Linked DNA regions of Pan troglodytes: region 2 is linked to region 1. Evidence: chromatin contacts called from public Hi-C data. All regions are on one chromosome and are shown on one strand. The core of a region is the stretch at or near the end of the contact, and the rest is flanking DNA. Distances in the headings are between cores, read along the strand shown. Region 1 overlaps TMEM178A (transmembrane protein 178A). Region 2 holds the start of MAP4K3 (mitogen-activated protein kinase kinase kinase kinase 3).

Region 1 (5,806 bases), core at 1,931-4,430:
AGGAAAGAGATTACAAAGCTAGGGTGGAAATACATAAAATAAAGAATTAAAAATTGAGAAAGTAAACAAAACTAAAATTTGGTTATGCCCATAATCCCAGCACTTTGGGAGGCTGAATTAGATGGATCACTTGAGGCCAGGAGTTCAAGACCAGCCTGGCCAACAGAGGAAAACCCCATCTCTACTGAAAGTACAAAAAATTAGCCAGGCATGGTGGCACATGTCTGTAATCCCAGCTACTCAGGAGGCTGAGGCACAAAGATTGTTGGAACCTGGGAGGCAGAGGTTGCAGTAAGCCAAGATGGTGCCACTGCACTCCAGCATGGGCAAGGCAGCAAGATTCTGTCTGGAAAAAAAAAAAAAAATCAGGAATGAAACAGAGGCTATTACTAACAATCTTAGAGAAATATAGAGAAGCTTAAGAGAGCACAGTGAAAAATTACATGCCAACAAATTAGATAAAACAGATAAAATGGCATATACCTAGAAATATAAAACTCCAAGACTGACTCAAGAAAAAATAGAAAATCTGAACACATCTATAACAAGTAAAGAAATTGACTTAGTAATTAACTTAGTAAAAACTTGCCACAAAGAAAAGCCCATGACCAGATGGCTTCACTGGTAAATTTAACCAAATGTTTAAGGAAGAATTAACAACCTTCATAGACTCTTCAAAACAAAAAAAAAAAATAGAAAATGAAGGAAACTTCCTACTTCTTTCTATGAGGCCATTATTACCCTGATATGAAAAACCAAAGACACCACAAGAAAAGGAAATTACATACTATTCCTTATGAATAGATATGCAAAATTCCCCAGCAAAATATTAGCAAACTGAATTCAGCAACATCGGAAAAGAGTTGTACACCATGACCCAGGGAGATTTATCTCAGGAATGCAAGATCGTTTCAATATATTAAAATCAATTAATACAATATACCATATCAACAGAATAAAGGTCAGAAACCATCTGATCATCTCAAAGATGCAGAAAAAGTATTTGACAAAATCCATTTGCTACTCATCAACAACCCTGTGAGCTAAATATAAAGGTATTATTAACTACACTAAATGAGTAAAAGAATCCGAAGCTCAGAGAGTTAAGTAACTAGCCTGAGGCTATTACTCGGTTGTAACCAAGCTTTAACATAAATGCTGTTACCCAAACTTTATATATTAAATACTATTACTCAGAAATGTTAGCAGTCCTTAGTTTTCTAGACATGCATCTTAATTTTGTGGATAGTTAAGCTAGAGTTACTACATGTACTGTCAATTTGAAATAAAAAACAATCTTTCCAATTTAGAACCAACATATGCTCTTTTGGAAACAAAGCTGATTCTTAATTGAAGGAGATTGGATTGGCGACACGGCTGACTCAGTGGCTTCATCCTACCTGCATCTCACAGAAGCTGCTTAATGCTGGAGAGAGGGTGTGAAGTGGGGAGAAACTATTTTCTCAGACTCACAAGAGCTGGCCTTAGAACAGCTTCTGTGCTAGGGAAATGTGTGGTCCCTTTTAAATCACTGCAAATATACTCAAGACCCATCTCCTCCTCTGTTCCTTGCTTGTAATGGGCAGGATCCCAGTGGCAAGAAGAGTAACAGGAAGGAGATGGCAGCTGGCCCAGGGTTCTCCTGCTTCCTCTACGTGTGCCAGGAATTAGGTAAGTAGCGCACACATCACCAAATCGCCTTTCCTTCTCCATGGGGCTCTCAGGCTAAATTTAAAGTGCCAAGAATTCCGAAATGAAAAGAGAAAGAGGGTAGGGAAAATGATGAGGTCTGGGCTGACAGTAACAAGCAGTACTCAAGGACTCCAAAGAGTGGGGGTCTGGTAGCAAGCCCAGAGCTCCACAGCTGAGTTTGCAAGAAAATGTTCTATGGTCCAGGTGTTCCACTCCCTTGGAAGATGATTAGAGACTTCAGGCAGAATTAGAAGAGAAAGTGGGAATGAAAGACAGCTCAGCAGCAGTGTCAGAGACCTGCCATTAGCTGTTTTATGTCCTTGTTCTTAAACACTTGTTCCACTGTCATAGGAGAAAGTCAGATAGATTTGAAGAGGAAAGCAATATTATTAAGGTTTGGCTCCCTACAGCACACACATTAAATTGACAAAATGAAACCACAAAAATCTTACAGGAAAAGACCTGTAGTTGCTTGACAGAACATATCAAGCAACCAAAGACAAATTAGATCTTTTTGATAAAAAGACAAGCACATATATATACACAGATGGTGGTAAAGACGGAAGTTCCATGCAGTGTTATGTTAAGGAATAATTTATACTGTTAAAATCCACAAGGAGGCATTAGATTCCAATTTTTTCAAAGTCACACATGCAAACTTTGAAATTAACTGGCTTTCTGGGTTTAGAGAGCAATGAATCTGGCTCTCTGAAAAGGAACACAAAAAGCATGAGCTCATAGCACCAGATGGCATCACACAATGGGGGGAAGAAACATGCAGAGGATTGAAAAGAACAAGTTGTGGTTTATATTTAGTGATTAATTAGCTTCTTAAAGGGCCAAGTAGAGCCACTTTAATGATGATATAAACCATAGAATAAGATACACAAGTATGTTGCACAGGGGGTTAGAAATGGAGCTTTTTGCCTGGTGAATTTCCGTTGTTTCCAATACTGAGTTCCAAGCTAAGTCATAGAAACCCCTACTCAAGGTTAAATAAGGAAGAAACATGAGAAAGATGCTATAAACAGTCATTACTATCAATCAATAATGAGGCGGGCAGTATACATGATGGTTAAAGACCTTGCGGTCAGACAGACTTGGGTTTGAATCCTAGTTGTGTGACTTGTGGCAAATTACTGAAGCTCACTGAGCCTTGGTTCCCTCGTCTGTAAAAGAGGGAGAATAATGGCAGATACCTCACTGAGTTATGGTGAGGAATGAAAGAGGTAATTCAGGACTTAGCATAGGATGTGTGGCCCACTGTAAGTACTCCATAATGTCAGCCTTGGATTATGAATTCCCTCTTGGCACCTGCCCAATTCGCCATACAGAACCACTGCCACACACCAGGAGTCTGCACCTTAAATGGTCATCACAGATTAACCCAAGTGTACAGAGAAATAAACAGACACATGGCAACAGCTGCCTGAACAATGGCCCAACCAACAGCTCTCATGTTTCCTCTCCATTCTCGCCACTTTAGAACAAGACTCCCATCACCTCACTCCTGAAGAATTTGCTAACTGACCTCCTTGCTCAACCCTCAACCTACCCTGCATGCCACTGCTAGATAAATTTGCTGTGTGAAGTTTTGAGGCCTCTGGAGTCTCAGTTGCCCATCAGTAAAATGCAATATGAAAACCTTTAAGATTTTTGTTACATCTACCTGCCTTTTACAGTATCATTAACTTAATATGTGGCCTTAAATTGATTACTGTAAGCGAGGAACAGTTTCACTTGCTATGATATAATTATGTATTTGTTTTAAAATTATGTATTTATTTAAAAATACATTGTCTGACACATATAAGTACTATATAATTGTTTATTTAAATGTTTTAATGCTTTGCCATTGTGTCAACTTCCACACTGACCAACAGAAGATGCGAAAATCACACGCGGTCCCTCAGAACGTAAGACTGGGGTTTTCATTGACTGGCTCTGTCCAGGAACATACAATTGGGTTCCCCCTGAATCGAATTCAGACTCTAGACCCCTATCATCTATCCCTACCTCCAACTTCACTTACACTTACCTGTGACTGGTTCCCAGGGGCTACTTCCCTCCCTCCCCAAATTGTCCCCTGGCAACATCATGTCCATCTCTGTGACCATCCTAGCCTACATCACTAACTTTAGAACAGTCCAAAAACTACTATCCCTCCAGGCTCACTGCCTTCGAAAAGCCTACCCCAAACCCTGCAGACTACATAGCTCACTCTCTTTGCTGAGCCTCACCATCTCACTCTTGATTACTGGTCTTTGTCACTGCCTACTAGATCAGAAAGTCTGCCTCTTCATTAATGTCCCAAGTTCCTTAAGCAGGGAGGCTGTGACTTTTTTCTGGATTACAACATTTAAGAGGTATGTCTGAAACAGTTGATGGCAATAGCAGTACCACTAATGCTTAAGGTTCTCTAGCAGAAAGAGTTAACAACAGGCTACACCATTTCCTAAACATTTCAAAGACAACTTGGAATTCTTCAGCTGGCCCTTGAGCAGAAAAATAAAGAATTATTTCCCCAGCACACGTCTCAGTTTGAAAAGAAAAATCAATCATGCGGTCATAGGACAGGGTAGCAGCCATGTTCTGGTCAGAGATTTAATTTCAGAGCAAAGCAGGGGCTAAAGCAGACAGACAAAAATGCTTTCCTTATCACCTCCTGTATTGGGTATAAACAGTGAAACTTGTTAAAATAAATAAACTAAATACAGTAAGTTTAGGGGCTTAACACTGACTTTTAGAGCCTCAAATGGCTAAACCAGTCCCAAAGGCAAAGCTCTTGAGGACAAACCTTTCATCAGGTCTACAGAACTGAAAGGAGAAAGATACTAATTAGTAAATCTAAGCAGCTCTGTCCAGTAGAAATATAATGCAAATTGTAAGAATTTTAAATGTTCTAATGGTCATATTGAAAAATAGGTGAGATTAATTTTAGTATTTTTAAATTTAACATGCAATCAATACTTTGAAAGTTGTTAATGAGATATTTTATATAGTTTTTTCATACTAAGTCTTCAAAATCTAAATCTGATATCTTCTACTTATAGCACATCTCTTTTCAGACAAGCGTCATTTCAAATGCTCAATAGTCTCATGTGGCTTCCATCCTGGAGAGGGGAGGTTACTAGATGAAAATGAGTAAGACTCCAACCAAAGCAAAAGCAACTGGGAGCAAGAATGTTTGATATAGAAAGGGCCTGAAAGGTGTGAGGTTATTCTTTGTTTAGATCTTGTGTCTACCACATACTATATCTGGTTCTGCCATAATTGTTTCTTATTATTAATGGAGACTCAACTGCTTGGTAACTAAGAAATTTTATCTGTGTTCACTCTATATCCTCTCTGGAGCAAGACAGGCTGGATTTGCCTTTTGGCTTCACTATTCACTATCTGTGAGCCCTTGGCAAGTTATTTAACCTCTCTGAGCACCAATACATAGACAATGACAGTTCATCTATCTCAAAGGAGGATTAAATGAAATAATAATATAATATTATTAGTGTTAGCTTTAATTATTATTATTATTATTACTACTACTACTATTGCTACTTTTTTTATCTGAACAAATCCAGGCAAGACTTAAAGGCAAGACTCAGGTGAGTTCCTTGAACTGCAAACACATTATCTCTAGGGGCCAAAGAGGGAGAGTTCAATGACAAGTCAGACAGATTCAACCCATTTCAGAGATAGTAAACATCATCACAGAAGTTAAAAAAAAAAAAAAAAAGGTGGCTGAGGAATAAACCAGAAATAATAGTGTTCAAAAAGGCATGATCTTGTGCAACAGTGGAATCTGTCATTGGGTTAGGCTGACCACTGGCTTGCTGAATTGATTTTTAAATCTCCTTTAATGTACTTATTATATTGTATCTATAATAAAAAGTAATATCGTATTTTAAAATTTTAAATCAGATTCTCAGCTTCTCAGAACCATCTTGGCATACAGTTGGTGACTTATCTGGTGTGGCAGGTACAGTATTTACAACTCAAGACTAAAGAGAAGATATAATTTTATGTGGCTTACAGAGGATTCTCCCTCCCTGCTCTCCTGTTCTCCTTTCCTTTTTCTTCCCTCTCTAGCAGGAGACAAGAGAACCACAATGTAGAG
Region 2 (5,806 bases), core at 2,465-4,964, 260 kb after region 1:
TTTTTTTTTTTTTTTTTTTTTTTTTTGAGACGGACTCTTCCTCTGTTGCCCAGGCTGGAGTGCAATGGCGCAGTCTCGGCTCACTGCAACCTCCACCTCCCGGCTCAAGTGATTCTCCTGCCTCAGCCTCCCGAGTAGCTGTGATTACAGGGGACGTGCCACCGCGCCCAGCTAATTTTTGTATTTTTAGTAGAGATGGGGTTTCACCATGTCGGCCAGGCTGGTCTTGAACTCCTGACCTCAGGTGATCCACCCGCCTCGGCCTCCCAAAGTGCTGGGATTACAGGCATGAGCCACTGCGCCCAGCCAAGGGGTCATTCCTAAATCTTCCTCCCGTCTGCATTAATGCCCCTTCTCTGTGCTTCTCACACTATTTATGAGACTGTAAACTCCTTGAGGGCAGGCATTGTGGCTTTTCTTTTCTGTATTCAATACCACCAGAATCTAATAATCATTGCCTCTAAATACATTACAGGGAGGTAGAGGTTGGCTTACCATAAGATAAATTTTTTAAAGTATATTGTATATAAGCAGAGTATAGACTAGTGGCTAAGAATCTAGCCTTGGTGTCATACTGCCTTTGTTCAAATTTCAGCCTTCTGTGTTACCTTGAGCAGTTTAATCTGTCTGTGCCTCATAAAATGGAGATAATATTACTTATGTCATTAGGTTGTTGTGTGAATTAAATGAAATAACACATGAAAAATACTTGGCTCCATTCCTGGTATCTTGTAAGCACTTAGCAATGTTAGAAATTACTACTTTTCTCCTAGTTATTATGATCATTTACTAGCACTGTATCACAACGAGGTGGGTTGTTTTGGGAAGCAATGAGTCACCTTTTATTGAAAGTATTCAAGCAGCAGCAAATCCAGCAGAGATGCTGTAGAAGCAGTTCCTGAGTTAAAAAGATTAGATGACTTCTAAGAATGCTTCTAATCATAGAAGAGGGAAGCTCTTTCTCTGATTCTAGGAAAGTGTGATCATTAGTGTTACTTCTAGCAAAACTGAGGATTGTTAGAACAGGGGAAAAAGGCACTGGAATTGGCCACATGCATATATTACAAAAAACAAAATATTTTCTTTGTGAGCAGTTGTTTTACTTATGTTGTAACCCGCATGGCAAATTGGGCCCTTACATGGAAATTCATCTCTTCTCAAAAGGACTAGCTTGGCCCTGCCAAAATGGAACAGACAAAACTTTAAAGACTGTTCTAGCCCTACTGAAATGTCTTTTCCTTTTGAAAGCAGTCTATTAGTGATGCAAATGCAAAGTTATTTGGACAGACGATAATCTCAGCAAACAAAACACTGAAATCATTAGAACTTTCTTGTGCAGCTTTCAGTCCTGAGAATTTGGCTTTCTGGCACTAAAAAGGCAGAGACCGGGTGCAGTGGCTCATGCCTGTAATCCCACCACTTCAGGAGGCCGAGGCAGGCGGATCACCTGAGGTCGGGAGTTCAAGAGCAGCCTGACCAACAAGGAGAAATCCCATCTCTACTAAAAATACAAAAATTAGCTGGGTGTGGTGTTGCATGCCTGTGATCCCAGCTACTTGGGAGGCTGAGGCAGGAGAATCGCTAGAACCCGGGAGGCAGAGGTTTCGGTGAGCTGAGATTGCACCCTTGCACTCAAGCCTGGACAACTAGAGCGAAACTCCTTCTCAAAAAAAAAAAAAAAAAAAAAAGGCAGAGGAAAAGAGCAGACCTGGCTTCCATTTGGGATAATTTGTCAGGTCTGCTTATCTGAATCCTTGGCTAATTATTCTTGCACTTGGCCTAAAGATGCCAAACAATTCTCCAAATGTGGACAAACTGAAGGAAGGCCTGTAATCTGGGTCCTGGGCAAGTACCTTAAACAAGCAAAAGCAAGACCCTTGGCTATGGAATAACATTTATAGTCAGGAGTTTCTCAAGATACCAGAGCCTGAAGGTAGATCCATCTAGAAGATATTCAGTGATATGCACTCCTAAGGCAATAATTTAAGTGATACTTTCATATTACTGATGCTTTAAAATTTAATAATTAAAAATTACACAACTGAAAGGCTACTTATATAGGTGAAGAGATAACCATTTTCAAACATCAATTTAGTCAACAGATACTCAAAGTAAACAATTTGAGAATTTAGTACATATGCAATTTTCCTATGAGCAAAAGGATTCAAAAGATTTTTTGAAAAAGTATGAAGCAGTTAACTCTAAGTAGTTTGCTCTACTACTAATTTATTATACTTATCCTTAACAGGTTTGATGAGACCTAGTTTCTCAGGAGCCACGAGGTATTAGGGAATATTAGTGGTTAGAAGGTGTGGTGCCTAAGGGGATTAGGAAAGCATTTCTGAAGCAAAACTCCAACGTGGTATTGCCAAAGTGGCCATCACCTAATTGATTAAAGCTCCTGCAAATGTCTATTGGGAAGTTCAATGAGAACAGAAAAATAACCTTCCATTACCCTCAAGCTTTCTTGGGCAAGTATTAACAATCGGAGCTGGAGTCCACATAGCTCAGATGTAAGACGCGCAATCTGGGTCTTAAGCAGGGTGGGGTTTTTGGGTAGGTAAGGTCACAGCTAAAGAGCTTCCGGATCGTCACGTGTTTATATTTCAGGTGCGGTAATAGATCTAGTCCACCCTCCACCCCTTCTTTACAGGGTTGCTTGACAGCCTGCGCAGTCCCCGCCCGTCTTTGATAATCCAACCCTCTTCGAAGAGGGAGGTCAATCACTACTTTAGTTCTGCGCTCTGCCTGCCTCCCACGCGGGATGGTGGGCAGCTGTTCCGCATGTTTTCCTCCCGGAGCTTTCACGCTCTGCCCAATGCACACACCTCCCTCGCGGCCCTCCTGGCCTGCCCTCCTTTGCACCCTGGCAGGCCAACTCCAAGGGTCCGAGTGTCGGTGACAGGGGCAAGCAAGCACAGCTCACTTTTCCTGGGGGTTTTCCTCACGGTGTGTTTAGTGACCCCTCCCCGCAATCCCAGAAAGGCTGCAGCACTCCGTGGTATCCTACATGTAGCTGCTTCTAAAATAATAAAGGCTGGGACATTGGCTGTCTTGGATATTACCACTATGCTACCTGCTTGGAACTGGGACCAGATAGACCAAGGTCCAACTTTGTCGTTAGGGGAATCAGAAACGAAAAGAAGCCACTTTCTGCTAGTCCTAACCCCGGTCCCTGGGCCAGGCAAACCTTTTCAAGCGTCCGGCGGCAGCGGCCGGGCGCGGGTCCGCAGAAAAGCCGAGGCGTTTCGGGTCCCAAGCTGTTCCGCCGCCGGCCCCGGCCTGGCAGGCGCGCGGAGCCGGAACGCGCAAGGGGTCGGGTGCGCGCCAGGCCTGGAGCGCTCCCTCCGGGATCGCGGCTGCGCAGTCGGGCGGGAGTCGGGAAAAGGGGAGGAGGTTGGAGGAGCCGGAGTAAGGGGAGGGGGAGGAGCGGCGAAAGCGGAAGCCATGTTGGAGTTTCACCCCGAGCGAGGGGCTGCGAGGGTTCTCCTCTCCTTGTGGGTGTGACCAGGTTCGGCGCGGCGGCGGGCCGCGGCGGGCCGCGGGGGGCGGGGACGATTGGCCGCTTGTCGTCGTCCGCAGCGGCGTGAGGGGAGCGGCGGCGGCGGCGGCGGCCGCAGCGTGGAGCCGGGTGATTGTGACCGCCGGGGGAGCCGGGAGCCGGCCGCGGCGCCCTCTCTCCGTGTGGCCCCCTGAGCGGCCCCCCTCCCCTGCCCGGGAGGGAGGCGGGGGGCACCTGGGGCCCGCCATGAACCCCGGCTTCGATTTGTCCCGCCGGAACCCGCAGGAGGACTTCGAGCTGATTCAGCGCATCGGCAGCGGCACCTACGGCGACGTCTACAAGGTAAAGGCAGGGGCCGCGCGCCGCCGAGGCCGTGGGATCCCGACCCGCAGCCAAGCCTGGGCGTCCGAGCCCTTGCCGCCTGTCCTCGGGAGACGCTGGCGCCAGGGAGCAGTCGGGGAGGAGGAGCTGCGGACGCCAAGGGCTCTGCTGCCTTGGTGAACAAAGGGCCAAATGTTTAACCCCGAGACCTCCCCAGCCCTTACCTGAGCCCCCCGGTGGACATGATTTTTGCCACCTCCCTTCTTGCGCGCATTTCCAGGGAAGGGCAGAACGAGAGCGGGCCACATTGCTCATCCATAGTGCAGAGAAGGTCTGGGCGTTTGTTGCGTTGGCAGGGTCAGCGCGACGAACCGGACAGCAGGGGTCTGGCGTTGTCAAACCTGCCTGCTTCACGCCAACCTGGGATCGTCCGCTCTAGGTTGGGAGCTGCTGCCCACCAGGCCTCGGTGGTAGTTATTATACTATGCTGAGCGACCTCCATCTTCCATCGACAGCTCTCAGCCTTTAGCGCCTTATTCATCCCCCTGTCAGTTTCTTTTAATTTTCCAGAGTAATGACTTTTTTTTTTTTTTTGGAAAGAGCAACTTTGTTTTCTGTAAGTCGAATTGGACTGCGATGCCATTTAAACTTGTTTTTTAAAAAAGTGACTTGAATACTTAGGGAAGGTACTGGTTTGACAAGGTTAGAATTCAAAGTCCATTAGCGGTACAGCATTCCTGTTGTAGAGGGACCACTTCTAAATGTGGGAAGATAAATCACTCTTCCCTGGCCAACTCAACTCTTGGCCTCGCAGTTACTGCCAAGAAGAGAGGAGGTTGTTGCCAAATGTGGCAGCAGTCTTGATTTAGTTGTGTATCTTCTTACTGGTAACTGAAGTTGAACTCCTCCAGTTTCACATAACACCTGAGGATGCACAAAGAAACTTAATTTTGCATTGGAAAGTTTAGTCTTAACTTTATTTTGCCCATGTTTAAGCAGGTTTTTACTCTTCAGTGTAATGCCTGTGGTAACTTACATATTTAATACAGTGCAGCCAATGTTCTGCTTTAGTCTCATTTTCTGGATGATCTGCTTTTCACCATCGTGGATCTCATCACTTTTCCTACTATGCAATATAGATATATTGAGCCCACCTACAATGTATGAGATACTTGGCAAGTAAGCACTTTGGGTTGTAGCAGTAAACGATAGACTTGGTTCCAAATCTTCCTAAGTGTTTCTATTTTTTTGGACAAGGACAGTATTAAATAGCCATTTAAATAATTATTGCAGTTTTATTTTGTGATGCAGAAAAGAGTATTAGGATCAGGGTTATGAGAGCATGTAATAGGAGGACCTGATCCTGTTTAGGGTATCAGACGCTCATCGCCTTTCAGCTGAGATCTCAGAGATGATTGGGCGTTGCTTAGGGTACTGGGGAGAGGGGATTACGCCAGATAGGGGAGCATGATATGTGAAGGCTCTGAGGCCCGATGTGAAAGAAGGCCTGTGTAGCCTGAGCAGCCAGAGCGGGAGGGTGGCCCTAGATCTTGCAGGCCTCTTAGTTCTCATTAGGAGATCGGACTTGTTTAGGACAATGGGGAACTATTGCAGGCTTTTAAGCAGAGGAGTGACATTAGATTTAGGTTTTTAAAAGAGCTCCCTACTACAGCATGAAGAGTGGAATGGAGCAGTTGGGAGGCCACTGTGATAGTCTAGGTAAGAATAATGGTGTTAAGGAATATGGTGATGACTGTGAAAGTAGAAGTGGATGGATGCAAGTCACTTATGACTGGTTGGGGGAGTTCGCTTATATTGCGATGAAAAGTTAACTAAAACTCGATGAATGTATACGTTTTAGGTGGCAGGGTATACAGTGAATTTTTTTACAGGACTAATTGGCTGTGTACTTGCTATATTAAAAAGAACAGTTAGTAGTTAAGCCACATGATTAAAAAGCAAAAAAAAATTATGGCCTGTAAT

The links. Hi-C and Micro-C count contacts between places; a contact is called where the count stands out from the background.
Region 2: a contact with region 1 is called in a Hi-C map of stem cell-derived neural progenitor cells, with 2.7 times the contacts expected there. The contact joins the promoter of MAP4K3 here to the enhancer-like site in region 1. A contact is called at or near these places in 1 of 7 Hi-C or Micro-C datasets (stem cell-derived neural progenitor cells) and 1 of 1 datasets of contacts at active chromatin or transcription factors (stem cell-derived excitatory neurons).

The regions. Positions count from the first base shown.
Region 1 is chr12:83,081,246-83,087,051 of NHGRI_mPanTro3-v2.0_pri, forward strand. All of the region lies in intron 1 of TMEM178A (transmembrane protein 178A), which reads right to left. Among named protein-coding and RNA genes, the nearest start is that of TMEM178A, 31 kb to the right of the region's middle. Within about 2 kb of position 3,181, at least 11 of the 24 cell types and tissues checked have an H3K27ac peak or open chromatin away from gene starts, as enhancers often do. A contact at or near this core is called in stem cell-derived neural progenitor cells, where this site is marked.
Region 2 is chr12:83,339,346-83,345,151 of NHGRI_mPanTro3-v2.0_pri, forward strand. MAP4K3 (mitogen-activated protein kinase kinase kinase kinase 3) reads left to right here and starts at 3,715. Exons shown (of 33, transcript XR_010149574.1): 1 at 3,715-3,844. LOC129135347 reads right to left here and starts at 4,135. Exons shown (of 8, transcript XM_063789971.1): 1 at 4,048-4,135.